Regions from separate parts of the Mus musculus genome. Here regions 1 and 2 are each linked to region 3. The links are chromatin contacts, called in public HiChIP or PLAC-seq maps. All regions are on one chromosome and are shown on one strand. Each heading gives the region's core, a stretch centred on a gene start, on an enhancer-like site or on the middle of the called end of the contact. The rest is flanking DNA. Distances are from core to core; before and after follow the strand shown. Region 1 has its middle 8.9 kb from the start of Platr5. Region 2 holds the start of Glrp1 (glutamine repeat protein 1). Region 3 holds the start of Agap1 (ArfGAP with GTPase domain, ankyrin repeat and PH domain 1).

What was found. HiChIP or PLAC-seq counts read pairs in DNA pulled down with a chosen protein or histone mark.
Region 1: an HNF4G HiChIP or PLAC-seq map of pancreatic cancer cells shows a contact between it and region 3. The contact joins the enhancer-like site here to the promoter of Agap1 in region 3. A contact is called at or near these places in 1 of 39 promoter capture datasets (cranial neural crest), 1 of 484 Hi-C or Micro-C datasets (embryonic stem cells) and 6 of 115 datasets of contacts at active chromatin or transcription factors (embryonic forebrain, embryonic stem cells, pancreatic cancer cells and 1 more).
Region 2: an H3K27ac HiChIP or PLAC-seq map of extraembryonic endoderm stem cells shows a contact between it and region 3, with 9 times the contacts expected there. The contact joins the promoter of Glrp1 here to the promoter of Agap1 in region 3. A contact is called at or near these places in 3 of 115 datasets of contacts at active chromatin or transcription factors (embryonic stem cells, extraembryonic endoderm stem cells and pancreatic cancer cells).

What each region holds. Positions count from the first base shown.
Region 1 is chr1:88,761,463-88,766,105 of GRCm38.p6, forward strand. No RefSeq gene overlaps it. Among named protein-coding and RNA genes, the nearest start is that of Platr5, 8.9 kb to the left of the region's middle. Within about 2 kb of position 2,564, at least 19 of the 459 cell types and tissues checked have an H3K27ac peak or open chromatin away from gene starts, as enhancers often do. A contact at or near this core is called in pancreatic cancer cells, where this site is marked.
Region 2 is chr1:88,508,407-88,513,192 of GRCm38.p6, forward strand. It overlaps Glrp1 (glutamine repeat protein 1), which reads right to left and starts at 1,660. Exons shown (of 3, transcript NM_008132.2): 1 at 1,385-1,660. The coding sequence starts at 1,480.
Region 3 is chr1:89,452,246-89,457,129 of GRCm38.p6, forward strand. It overlaps Agap1 (ArfGAP with GTPase domain, ankyrin repeat and PH domain 1), which reads left to right and starts at 2,566. Exons shown (of 18, transcript NM_178119.3): 1 at 2,566-3,347. The coding sequence starts at 3,185.

The DNA of each region.
Region 1 (4,643 bases), core at 1,314-3,813, 690 kb before region 3:
TGTGGGGAGTGTGGCACGTGTTCCAGACCAGGAATTTGGCAGGGACCAGGGAGGCTCCTACTCTCTCAGGTGTTTCCAGGGCCTCAGACCTGCTCCACCCACCAGGCTTCCTGGTATGGTTTACCATTCCACAAGGAAGGAAAAAGAAAGACAGCAGAAATCCCAGGGGCAAGGATGCTAGTCACTACTAACAAGGAGAAACAAAGGGAGGGGCTGGAGAAACTTGGTCACACTGTGTCTTGTGACCAAATGAATCGAAATAAGATACTGAACCGGATCTTAGCTCTTTTATTTATTTATTTATTTATTTATTTATTACACTTACAATTATTGTTTAGGGCTCTCTGAAATTCAAGGAAGCAGGCACTTACATGCTATTTCTGAAAACGGGCTCCCAGTGACTTTCACTGCTGTGAGCCTGTCATGAAGAAAAGTATTCTGAAAGTTAATTAAGTATTTAACTGCCAGCATGCCACAATCACCTGGAAGAGAGGTTCCATGAGGGATTGTCTAGAGCGGGTTGGCCTGTGGGCATGACTTTGGGAGACTGCCCTGACCATGTTAAGTGATGAGGGAAGATCCAGCCTAAACTGGGGGGCACCATTCCCTGGGCTTGGGTCCTGAACTATATAAGAATAGAAGAAACAAGCGAAGCAGTGAGCATGCATGCCTTGATTTCTTTGTCTCCTTGGCTGTATGACCAGCTGCTTCAAGTTCCTGTCTTATCAATGTCAATAATGTTCCTAGTCTCTTTGGTGAAAATGTAAATAATCTAAATGTCCAGCATTAGAGGACTTGCTAATAGAACCACGGTTGTCCCAGACCCCCTTCTGGCCCTGTCCTCCATAGACATGCTGTAGGTGCATGTTCTAGATCAAATCCTCACTGTGCTGTGGGCACATGCCATGCTAGGCACCCAACTCTCTGCTGTCTGCCTTCTCATCTTCCGAGTGCTTGTGCCAAGGATGCTTTCTGGTTGTCTGTACATCTCCACTACTAGCTCAGTGCATAGCCTACAATAGATACATAATTAGTGTTAAATGAGTAAGAGGTGTGTGTGTGTTACCCCTATACTCAATAAAATACTACTGCCAGCATGTCATATGATTTTAAAATTTCTTATGTAATAATGATAAGAAAAGACAGAAAGGGTAAATTTTAAAAAATAGGATCTATTATATTCATTGGGATTAAAAACACCTGTATTAGATGTTAAATGCAATGTGTGTATATGTGTGTGTATGTATGTATATGTGTTTGTGTGTGTATGTGTGTATGTATATGTATATGTATTTGTGTGTATGTATATGTGTGTATGTATGTGTATATATGTATGTGTGTATGTGTGCATGTGTGTGTATGTGTGTGTATATGTGTTTGTGTGTATGTATATGTGTGTGTGTGTGTGTGTGTGTGTGTGTGTGTGTGTGTATTTTTTCATCCCACTGTTGATCCTTTGGGAATTCCATTCATGTTTTAGTTTTAAGACAATTTTATCTCCACATTACTGACTAAGAAGCCAATTGTTTCAGAATGGTTTCAATTACTTGTTATGACAATTGGATGCCTGACAAAGAGGGCTGGGGAGATGTCTCTGGGAGAAAAGACACCTGTGGCCAAGCCTGACAACCTGCATTGGATCACCAGCGCCAGAGGGAGAGATGACTTGTCTTTTCCGTTGCTATGATAAAGTAAGTCTGCCTAAAACAAGTTTAAGGTGGAAAGAGGTTATTTGGCTTACAGTTCCAGGTTACATAGCAGGGAAGTCAAGGCAGGAACTTGGAAGAGGGAGTCACGGCACATACATAGTCAAGAGCAGAGAGAATCACAAAGAGATGCATGCCCACAGCTCAGCTTGCTCACCTATTCATGCATAGTTCAGAATCCAAACCTAGAGCGCAATGCTACATTTAGGAGAGGCATTCCCAGCTCAGTTAATCCAGTCTGGAGACTCCCTCACAAACATGGCTAGGGGCTGGCGGGGCAGTGGCCTCTGCCACTAGACAGAAAACTTGGTGAGGTTGAGTGGATTCAGAAACCCTGATAATTCTCACTTCTGAGAATGATAGGGGTTTAATCTACTCCTACCAGGTTCCTGTCCTGCAACACATGACCACGACACCCCATGGAGAGGACTGTGACAATCAGTCACATAGGTGCAACACCCGAATCCCCCCACATGCAGATGAGGCATCCCTAACATCTCAGAACAAGCCAATAGAAAGCATCTGCTTTTAGACCTCAGCCTATCACCAAATGAATATAAGACCCTATCCACAAGGAATAAAGTGCACAAGTTATTTCATCAAAGACTGTCCTAACACGTTGAGGAAGAGAATTCTCTCCTGAAACTTTCATTGCTGGAAGCTCCCTGAGCCTAAGGTAGTCACTTCCCATTGCTCAGTGGCCCCGCCCAACCCTGGCTCCCAGCCCCGCCCACTGCTTTCCTGTTGCATGCTGTTGCCTGTCATTGACTCCAGGGCAGGTGCAGCAGCCAACTCTGGGGCAGCTGCAGAAAAGGCCTGGCAGCCCTCCTTGCTGTGGCTCTTCGTCCCCTCAGAGAGCCACAACTGTTTGGCTATTCTGGCCAGGCCAGAGCCCCAAAGATCCCCTCAGACAGTGCCCAGTATGCAGACCGCAGACTGGGAGTGGCTTGTTTCTGTGATGATTCTAGATCCAGTCAAATTAATAATTAATAACCATCACAGATGTTTAGAGACTGAGTCAGAATGGCTGAGCCTATTGACTGTTATACCCAGGCTGCCTGGCCCCAGACGTGGGTCTCCTGAATACTGTTCTACATTTCTTGTAGTGTAAACACAGGCAAAAATAAAGTCACCAAAACTCACACTAAAATATATTCTACCCATATAATAGAGGAGTAGAACACTTGCCTGGCATGTTTGAGGCTCTGGAGTCCAGCCATAGTATCACCAAAATAAAACAACAAAATAACTCTACAAAGTCGATGAACTTTAGCCAAGATGAGCTTTGCTCGGTGGGGCTATTAGGGATTAGTTTTTTATTATTGATTTTTCATATTGATTCTCTATGACATTCATGATGGAAAAATAATTAACTATTCTTAAAAAAAATCAGTGACAATCAGGTGGACATATATTTGTAAAGTATCAATATGACTTAGAGTGTGCTCCCGTGTCCTGCTTGCTGAAGTCATAGGAGAACTTTTGCCAGGCTGGTGAGTGTCACTGGCAGGTGCTCCATGCATGGAGGCCACCAGCTGAAATGATGGCAAAGATGAGGGGGAAATGACCTTCATAACTTACCAGGGACTCAGAAGTCTAGACAGGAGTGACCCAGACATCAGAGGGTCATCATTACCACTGCCTCCATCTCTCACAGTGACCATGATACAGTAGTTGGGAATCTCATGGAGATGAGATTCAGGGTCACAGGAGGGTGTGCACAGCTATGACCAGACACAGCACTTCATGTTAGAGTCTTCAGTATGCATGGAGATCACAGTACCCACTCCTTAGGATCACTAGAGGTTAAGTGTATTGTTACTTTGATATATTGGTGCATTGCTATATTGCTACATTGCTATATTGCTACATTGCTATATTGCTACACTGTTATATGCCGCTTTTGTTTTCATTTCTTGTGTCATGCAAGACTTCTCTTCCTTGGGAAGAGATGTTGGGAAGAGGTGTGCATGCCATAGTGTGGGTCACTGAATAGATTCACAGAAAGCAGAGTATTGATGCAGCTTCAGATCATCAACCCAGGCTCAGAAAGTTCAAAAGCCCCAAAGCCAAGTGTCCTGTCAAGCATTCAAGACATGTTGGGTTTACTTCAATTGGACCTCCTTCCACTGCTGTTGACTAGGACGTTGAAATTCTGCCTTTTGAAGTTCAGTATGCCCAAGGTTTGGCGGTAGGTTTTGCAGGATCAGATGACAGGCTCCAGGTGGCCAGGGGTTAGCTACCGTGGCAAAAGCAGTCTTTTTGGCGTCTCATGTGATTTGGCATTCATTTCAAGATGATGTCAATGAAATCACACTGGGGTGGGGATGATGGCTTCAGGCCCCATGCTGGTGACAGCTGACATGTTTATCCTTCTCTCTGGGGCACCCACCTCCTGGCCAGCGGTCAATTACAAAGACTCTTCAGAGAATTATGATTGACTTAAGATATTTTGTGAAAACACAGTTGAGTTTTATGGCAATGTACTTACTGTAAAGAGTTCTTTGCTAAACATTGAACATTCTCAGATGACAAGAATAAACGCTGTTAGGGCTGGAGAGATGGCTCAGTGGTTCAGAGCACTGATTGCTTTTCCAGAGGACCCAGGTTCAATTCCCAGCACCCACATAGTGGCTCACAGCTGTCTGTAACTCCAAGATCTGATACCCTTACACAGACATATGCATACAGGCAAAACACCAATGCACACAAAATAAAACTAAGTAATTAAAGGAAGAGAGAGACAATTAATAGCCATTTCCTGAGACTTCTCCATCACTTCAGGCATCCCTCATTTGTTCTGTGGCTTTGATTGTAGAGCTATAAAAAGAAAGCTGTGCTGATGAAGGGACTCATAAGATGCATTTCCAAACATCTAGATCTTTCCTGCAGAGACACTTGTGGGATAGTGGGTGGGTGAGAGGGATAGTGGGTGGG
Region 2 (4,786 bases), core at 410-2,909, 940 kb before region 3:
GAGTCATCTTGCTGGCCTCACCCTGTTTCTCTTCTCTTGTTTTTAGTGTATGTATGTTTGTGTATGTGTATATACATGCATATGTGTGCATGTGCATGCATGTTTATGTGTATGCGTCTGTGAGTGTGTACACACATGCAGCTAGAGGTCAACCCTAGGTGTTATTCCCCATGATCTGTGCATCTCGGTTTTTGAGACAAGGTCTCTGTCCTTTTGGCTAGTGATTGCTAGGAACGCACTCATGGCCACCTCTCCAGTGCCAGGATTAACAAGCACTCTGAACTGAACAGCAAGCACTTTACTGACTAAGCCATCTTCCCAGCTTCCTAGTCATGTCTACTTATTATTTTTACTGAAGTGCAACATGTAAACACAAATATCAATAATAAGGATCTATAATGAAGGGAATTCCCAGTGTGGGCAGACTCAGGACAAGAGCAAGATTGTCAGTGCATTGAAGCCCGGTCTCTGGCCCTGGCTTCTGCCCGGAAGCCCATCTGAGGCCTTGGCTTCTGCTGAGTTCAGGCCCCTCTGTGGCCTTGGGTAAGTGGAGTCAGAGTTTACACTCTTTTGTCTGACATATTCTTCTTCTCACTCACTGTATCCACTGGGCTTTTGATTTTGTTTCTTTAGTTTTTAAGCTGAGGTCTCACTAAGCTGCTTCTGTAAGCTTGATTCTGGATCCTTTGACCTCACCCTTCTGAAGAGCTGGAACTTCAGGCACACATGACCACACTCAGCTTTCGCTGTTGCTCATTTTTCTTGCCGTGTAGCCCTTTATAATGAGCCACTATTTGTTTTTATATTCTTAGTCCTGACCCTAGTAACTAAAAGCTGGGATTCTCATTTTTAAATGTTTATCAGTCATTTATTTAACAATGTTGATCCATTTATCTGTCTTTCTTTGGACTTCTATTTATTTTAAAATAATAATTTTCAATTTTAAAAATACTTTAATCTATAGAAAAGTTGCAAGAATTACCATCTGAGGAACACACATTTCTTTCTCCACCTAAGATTCATCCATTGTTAACCGTCTGTGATGTCAGCTGAGTACTGGCCTACTCTCTCCTTCCCGATCCTCCCCTCCCTCCTCTTTTTCCCCTTTTCACTGGCCAATCATTTTTGAGCTTAAATTGTAACTGCCAAAATATTTAGTCTCAAAATATTTAAGTAGGACACCTAAAATACAACTTTGGTTTTTGGGTTTTTTTTTTTTTTTTTTTAAATCCCAAAATTGCGACAAAACTCAAGCAATTAAACGTCTTCAGGCTAATACTGCATACCGTGCAAGCACATGAAATCCATTGATCGTCCACATACCAGTTGTAGTGGTGTTCAGCCCTGACCTGATCTAGGAGCAGTACATACTTAATTGTCATACCTCCTTGGCCCCGTCCAGCCTAGAGTAGGCCCTTCTCTTTCTCCTTTTTCCACTTTTGATGATAGCAACATCTCTGAAGAGGCATATGCTGCTCATGTGTCCAGTTTGAAGACGGGGTCGTTTGGTGAAACTTTCAGTTTCAGTTAGTCTCTGTTGCTGTAACAGAAGAGGACAGACGAGGGTAGTTTACTAAAAATAGAAACCCATTTCCCACAGTTCTCCAGACCAGGAAGTCCATGGCCACTGTGCCGGGGGTCTGATGACATCCTTCTTAGAAGTTACAAACTGTGGCGCATGGGATGATGAGGGCTGTTTGAATAGCAAAGGTGAGTCAGCAGGGTTAAACGCTGCTGTGTGGTTCCTCTTCTACAAGAATCTCAATCCCATTCCGGAGACAGGAGTCAGCCCACCTCATCCCCACTCGCAGGCCCTCCCTCACTCCAGAGACATTTGTGTCAGCAACATTGGAGTTTGGGGAAGGACACAGTCTATTATTGTGTGTAGACTGAAGCAACAAGGTGTTGCCCTCACCATGAAAGCTGCAGAACAGATTCACCCAGCTCTTAGTGGGGCGACAACTCTCACTGCAGAGCCTCAGTGACCTCCTTTTCACATTCACTTAATTATCTGCACGCAGTCACGTGCTCATGGACCTGCACACTTACACATTCAGCTTCATGTCTACTTGTTTTTATTAAATGGCTTCTTTATTTTTTTGCTTATAATAGTTTCCTCTTTTTTGTTGTTGTTGTGGGATGACAGGTTTGTTTATTATTTATTTTTGTTGTGCTGTTACTGTATATTTTGAGGTAGGATCTCTTGTCTCCCTAGACAGCCTTGAACTCCCTCTGTAGCCATGGTAACCTTGAACTTCTAATCCTCCTTCCTCTGTCTGGTGTGGGCAGGTCTGGTCTACATGGCGCTGGGGATTGAACTCTATGCACGGAACTCTATTCCCAGCCCTTTTTATTGGTTTTAAAACAGCTCCCTATATTGATGGCAAAGCTGACATAAGCTGACAGTATTTCTCAAGACTGCCACTTGTTCCTGGTGATGGTTTCTGTTTTTCATTAACACTGTCTCTTATCTGCTCTAACATGAGCTTTCTTTCTGCCTTTGATGTTTCACCATCCATTTTCCTTGAATAGTAAACGTAGATTGCCTAAACTCCTTATGTTTTATTATTCTTATATACCTTTTATTTTTATTTCTTCTAAGGATTTATTTATTTTGTATGTGTGAGTGGTTTTGCTTGTGTGTGTCTATGTGCCCTATGCATGGCCGGGGCCCTCGGAAGAGGTCAGAAGAGGGCGCTGGACTTCCTGCAACTGGAGTTATATGGATGGATGTGGCTGCCAACAGAGCCTGACGATGCTAATGCTCTGACTGTGGACGTCCAAGCTTTTGAATGACCAGAAACACAGCCACCATGTAGGTGCCAGGAGCCAAACCCACGTCATCTGCAAGAACAAGAAGTGCTCCAAGCCATCTCTCCAGCCCCCTCCCCTTTCACATGGAAACATATTATTTCTTGCTTTTTTAGAGTAAGGAGGAGTAGATATAGCTTTTGTCCATGCTTATCGACTCGGTAGAGTTTCTGTGTAGGCAAGAACATATCAATCAATAGGAAGGAAGCCCCTGCCCTGGTGGGGAAATAGAACAGGACTTTCATTCTTATTAAAGAACAATTCTCAAGGTTTGTCAAGTCTAAGAAGGTCCATGCTGCTATTAATTATGGATTGAATCTTGAGGATAGGGTGGCCTTCTGCTAACTGAAAGTTTGCACGACAGTAATGGATGATTCGATCCTTTGACCCCATTGCTGGCTGAGGGGAGGAACAACACCTCTGTTGGCACTGAAGCTTGCAGAAGCTTCCATCAAAGGCAGCAGAGAGGGAGCATTGATGAGCACCTAGCAGGAAAGGAGGAAAAACTACCTGGGGAACAAGATGAGGAACCTCAAGGCTCCCCCAAACCCTGGAGCTGAGAGTACACTGGATCTGGGAGGTGAGGTTTGAGGAAACCTGACCTCACTAGCAATGTGGAGAACCAAATAACAAGGCTTTGGGAGACAGAGTGGGGTATGCCAGGGAGGGTGGTGCTGAGTGTCCCAGCCCAGCAGGAGATGGCCACTAGAGTGAAGAGACTATAAAAGTGCAACAGGCCTGCTGGATCCTAAGTGACAAAGATGTGTTTCTGGTTATTCCAAAGCCTACAGTCCACAGTCAGCCTGTCAGCATGGTCAGGCTCTGGTGCGGGCCTCCTCTGTGCTGCTGCAGAACACGGATGGCTGCTGATGCTGTGGAAACGGGTTTAGCTCCCTCAGACATCTTAGATAGGACAGTGCTCCTCCGTAAGAGCTCCAGGGTCAGACCCAACCTTTCCCACTTGGGGGGGTCAACGTTTTAGGCTCCCTTTTTGGCAAGGGACACAAATCTCCAGCTCATTGCCCACCACGCTACTGTAGCATTTACCTTGTGCCATGAATAGCCACGTGTACTGTGAATTTGGTTTTATCAACCATCTCCCATCAATGAACAAAAGTGTGATGGCAGCTTGGACATGCTTATGTCCCTTGATTTATCTGAGCCCCTAGACAATTGTCTGACAGAGAGCAATTGGCCAGGTGTGTCCTGGGTGACACCCAGGGCTTTCTTCCCTTGGTCTTCAGTTTCATTTCACTCTACAGTGGTGTAGCCATCCTCTTTGGCATCTGAACTGCTGTGATCCTGCTCGTCAGCTGAAATCCATCCTTTCTGGCTTAAAGAGGTATAAAGAGAATGGCAAGTGCCCTGGCGAAGGAAGAACAAGCTTAGCTTTTCAAAGGACAGCTCTCTCTCTCTCTCTCTCTCTCTCTCTCTCTCTCTCTCTCTCTCTGTGTGTGTGTGTGTGTGTGTATCTCCTTGTCTCTGTGTCTCTCTTCTGTGTGTGTGTTTGTGTGTCTGTATCTTTCTGTGCCTCTCTTCTCTGTGTCTCTTTTCTCTCTCTCTCTCTCTCTCTCTCTCTCTCTCTCTCTCTCTCTCTCTCTGTGTGTGTGTGTGTGTGTGTATCTCTTTGTCTCTGTGTCTCTCTTTGTGTGTGTGTGTGTATCTTTCTGTGCCTCTCTTCTCTGTGTCTCTTCTCTCTCTCTCTCTCTCTCTCTCTCTCTCTCTCTCTCTGTGTGTGTGTGTGTGTGTGTGTGTGTGTGTGTGTGTGTGTGTGTGTGTCTTTCCTCTTCCTTCCTTTCCCACTTCTTCCTTCCCTCTCTCTAGAGTTCTCTGGCTCTTTTACAGCCAGAATTCAAGGTATAAGTAATTTACCAAGTGTCTCAAATATATAATTGTCACAACCAGGAGAGCTCAAGATTTCGAGAGGGCTCCAGGTGAGGAGGGGAGTTGGGGTGCAGCTCAACAAGGCTGGAGT
Region 3 (4,884 bases), core at 1,316-3,815:
GGACACATTAAGAGATTGACTCTCTAAAGAGGCATCCAAGTGACGATGAGGTCAACAGGGCTGGCCCTGATCCAACAGGACTGATGTCATTCAATGAAGAGATTAGAGTGTAGACGTAGAGGACACTGGGCAAGGACGCAGGGGTAAAACGCTTGTCTCCGAATTGGGGAGGGGCCCACAGGAGAAGCCAACCTCGCTGACACCTGGATCTTACACTTCTGCTGTTTGAGCTGTGTGGTCTCTGGTGCTCTGACATAGTGGCTAGTGCTCCTGAGAAGAGGGTCGGTCCTGAAGCCCAGAGTTCCGTCTCTTCTGACATGGGTCGTCTCTGCTCTTCTCTGAAGGACATGGACTCTTATGGCCAGGGTTTTGCTCATACAGAGCCACCCTGTGTCACCTGGCCCCTGATACAACCCTGTGTGACTTGGAAGTCAGTTCATGGGCATATAAAACCACCACTACTCTGTCCACTGTTGTTGCTATGAATAATGGAGTCTTGTGTCTTCTAATCAGTCCCTTGGGATTGTGGTAGACCAATTGACAAGCTTAGTAGGATAATGCACACTGGAGATGCAGCTCAGATGAGGAAAGAAGATCAGAATTCAAGGTCAACCTTGGCTAAACAGCAAGTTTGAGAGTAGCCAGAGATATGTAAATCTCAAAATAAAAACAAACACAAGCTGTGGAAATGGAGACTCTACCCAGCTTGTGGTATGCATGCAAGCCAGGAGGGCTGGGGGAGCCAGGGAGGATGGGTGGCGTTGGAGGGAGAGCTGTGACCAGAGGAGAGCCATGGCCTAGAGGCTCACTAGAACTACTTTCTTGAGACTGGTCAATGAGGAAACAGGAAAAGGGAAGATGCCTAGGTTAGGTCTCATTCACTAATCCGAGACTACATAATGAAGCCTCAGCAGGATGACAGAAAGCGAGAAGATTCTGGCTCCGTCCAAAGGCAGAGCTGACATTCTGGGATCTAAGAGAACAAGGGAAGAAAAGACCACACACTGCATTTTCAAATTAGTGAACAAAGGTCTGTACTGCCTCGGACTGGGGTGGGAAGAGGTTCACAGGTATGGGGAAGATGTCTGATTTTTATTTTGTTATTATATTTTTAAAGCAGAGTCTCACCTTGGGTCCACAGCAATCCTCTGGTTTTAGTCTCTTAAGTGCTGAGACTACAGGATGTCCAACAGGAGAAAAGTCATGTTCAATCCAAAAGTTGGATGTGATGAGGAGGGGACAGGTGGATAGGTCTGGGACAGAAAATTTAGTGTCATCAACCTCTATATGATATTCAAAGGCATAAGAGAGGCAAATAAAACAGGTCTAAGGTTGACTCCCAGCATCATCCATATTTAAACCTTAGAGAAGTACAAAGGAACCCCCAAAGAGATTGAGAAGCCAGATGTGAAGCAGGGGAGTCCTGGAACTATTTCACAAAGAGTTGGGGTTTCAAGGTGGAGTAGGGACGAACAGTAGAATGAACCCACATGCCAGCATCTCTATTAGTGTTTCTGCTAAGGACGAAGATAGAGGCAAGGCACAGAACAAGCCAGGGCCTCTGCTGTGTTAGGGACAAGGAAGGCTGAACAGTACACTGGCTTGAGGAACACTGGAACTCGGAAGAGTTCCAAGAACCAAGAGCTAGGCTGCCTGGGGCCCTGGGCTGCCCATTAGCTTGCATTTGAACCAGGTAAAGCCCAGGGCATTTGAATCAGGAATGTGGGCTGTTTATAAAACACCCCTGCATGGTGAGACAGTGCATAGACCCAGGACCTTTACGGCCTCGGACTCGTCCTGGATCCTTGGAAATCTACAACAATCTAATTCATTTGGAGTCGTTGGCATGAGCTCTCAGCTGCAGTGCGGTCTAGCTTCATGGGCTCCTGGACTGGGCTAAAGTGGGGTTAGTGTCGGGCGCTCGGAGGGCTGCGGCGTGGAGGTTACAACTCAGTTGTGCAACATTTTCGTGGAAAAGCCTAGAAGCCCCCGTGGAATTCCGTCTCACCTACCACCCCAGCCTCAGGTTTAGTTTATTGATGAAGCGTTGGACTCCCGTGTATCCCATGGGAAGGGAAGTAACTATCCTGCTGGGTTTAGAAAGGAGGCAGAAAGTTGCCAGACGGGGGGAGGGGACCCCGCGCGTCGCAGAGGTTCCTTAAGCGCTCAACTGGCAAACAAACAAAAGCGCGGGCGGGCGGGCGGGCTCGTGCGCCACCTTCCCCGTACAGAGGCGCGGGGGCTGGCACGGGGCAGTAGGGATAACCGAGAGGGACCAGGGCTCTCAGCTCGCAGATCCGCGGGCTGTAGCGGCATCCGGACGTCCCGCGGGGCCCGCCCAGTGCGCTGCGACGCGATCGCACAGCGCACCCCACGCGCGCGGGCCGGCCGGCGTGATGGACTACAAGTCCCAGCAAGCCCAGAGGCAGCGCGGGGCGGGGTCTGGCGCAATTCCCCGGGATCCGGCGCGCTGGGAAGCGCCGCCGAGGACGCAGCGGCGGCCGGAGGGCGGCGAGCGCAGGCGGGGGCGGGGCCGACGTGGGCCAGAGCCCTGCGTGCCAGGGAGGGGGCTGGCCGGGCAGCGGCGGGCGGCGCTCGGAGCGGTCTCCGCGGCTGGCAAGGCGCCTACAGCTCGGTCCCGGCTTGGCGGACGGCGCAGGGCAGCTGAGGGCCCCGGCCCGCGCGGTAGCGCGGCACTCACAAGCGCGCGGACCCAGCCGCAGCCGTGCGCCCGGAGCAGAGCGGCCACTGCCCGGGGGCCTCGGCCCCGGCGCTCGCAGCGCCGTGCTGCCTGCGCTTTAATGGCTGCTCGGCCGGCCGGCGTGTAGGGGTGCGGGCGGCTGCGGCGCGGGAAGGCGCCCGAGCGAGCCTCCTCCGCGGCCGGCCGCGCTCCATGGCGCCGCGGTCTTCCCGGACGGCCCGCTGACCCGGGACGCTGGTCCCTGCTATGAACTGAGCCCCTCTACTGCTTCATCCTCAGCGTTCTTTTCTTTTTCTTTTTCTTTTTCTTTTCTTTTCTTTCTTTCTTTCTTTCTTTCTTTCTTTCTTTTTTTTTTTTTTTGCGCCTCCTCGGCTCCGTGCTCCCCGGGGGCTGCGGCGCCCCGGGTCTCGGTGGCCCGCGGGGCTCCGGGGCGCGGGGCGGCGACGACGGGGGGCGCGCGGCTTTGGGCGCCGCGCCTGCACCATGAACTACCAGCAGCAGCTGGCCAACTCGGCTGCCATCCGGGCCGAGATCCAGCGCTTCGAGTCGGTCCACCCCAACATCTACTCCATCTACGAGCTGCTGGAGCGCGTGGAGGAGCCGGTGCTGCAGAACCAGATTCGGGAGCACGTCATCGCCATCGAAGGTGAGGGCCAGGCCGCCCGGGGCTTCTGGAAAGCGCGGGGGAGCGGGCGCCCCTGGCGCGGCGGGGTGTGTGCGCGCGTGTGTGCTTGCGTGTGTACACACGCGGCTGCCCGGCGGAGAGAGCACTGCGGTGCCTCTTGTCCCGCAAGGCCGGCCAGTCAGCCAGGGAAGATGGGTTGTCAGCGTTCATTTGATAATGGACAATGGAGTCTCTCCTGTGAGAAAGTGGCACGGTGCTGCTACGTCCGGGGCGGCCCGCAAGCCCCGTCCGGGCCCAGCAGACGCCTGGGGGCAGCTGCTTGGGATGGCGCCACTGGATCCCTGACAGGTTATCAGGCCCGGCCTGAGTGTCTTTCGTGGACGTTGAAGATGTGTTTTGAGAAGCGCTGCTGCTGGGGATGCTGTTCCGGCCAGCTTATTCAGTTGCTTCATGGCTGGCTACCCCCCCCCCCCTCCAGTTCGCGGATACAGGGGAGGTGGCACATGTAGGAAGCCAATGGGACCCAGGCAGTATCATGCCCCAGTGCTGATCGGACTGGCGTTGTACAAACGCTGGCCGTTTTGTACTAAAATCCTGAGGCAAATTATAACCCTTCTTGGGAGGCAGGACACCTTGATACTGTCTTGCTGAAAGGGGCACTTTAATCCGTCGGCTACTTGGGAGCCACCCAAGGGGCGGAAAAGTGGATGATCTTGCTGCCTGTAAGCCTGTGTTTGCACAGAACACTGTTTTGAGCCCCCAGTGTCAGGCAAGGCAGTATCCCTGCAGGGGAGGATGGAGCCGGTGGCTTTGCCCTGGCTTGTGCTCTCTTTGGACTACCCATGGCTCCCGTTTCTCTCCTACTAGGTGCCTGACCTGTTTCCTTGGGTTGTTTCTTCGGGCCTGCCATCATTTACCTGGGGGAGCAGGTGGCATCTAAATGGGTAATGTGTCATAGATCAGCCAGTGGATTAGCAGTCTATCCTCTTGAGTTGCTGTTGGCCAGTGACAGTAAAAGGCCTGCAGGTGGCTTGTCCTAGTGTAATACTGCGCCTGCCAAAGGCTAGTGAGTCCTCTGTTGAGAGCCATGGGAACCTTCCAAGTCTAGCAGGAGTGTGTTCAAAAACAGGTGCAGGTACTGCCCTGGGCTCCTCCCCCGACTCCTCCCCCTGTTGTGAGACGGCCTCTGCCCCTAAGAAAGCTTGGCTCCCGTGTGTTCTGAACTTCTAACCCTGAAGTATTTGGGTTTAAAACTTGGCTGCTTGGATAGAGATGGTGGAGGCTCTGTTGCTGATCCTCTTGGCATTTGGCAGCCTCATGTACTTGAACCACGTCCCAGGCAGGCTGGAAGACTGACTGACTATCCACCGGATATATTGTAGTTCTAGGGGAGGGTCCAAGCAAGCTCCATCCTGATGAGGGACTGGCTCTCAGTGCACCTGGGCCCCCTGAGTGTTCATGGCTGCCTGTGGTGGCTTCAGATGCTTCCAGACCCACTAAGAGGCACAGCTTCTTCTGTGTGTCATGGAGTTTTGTGGTGTTGAGGAGGGCACTGTCT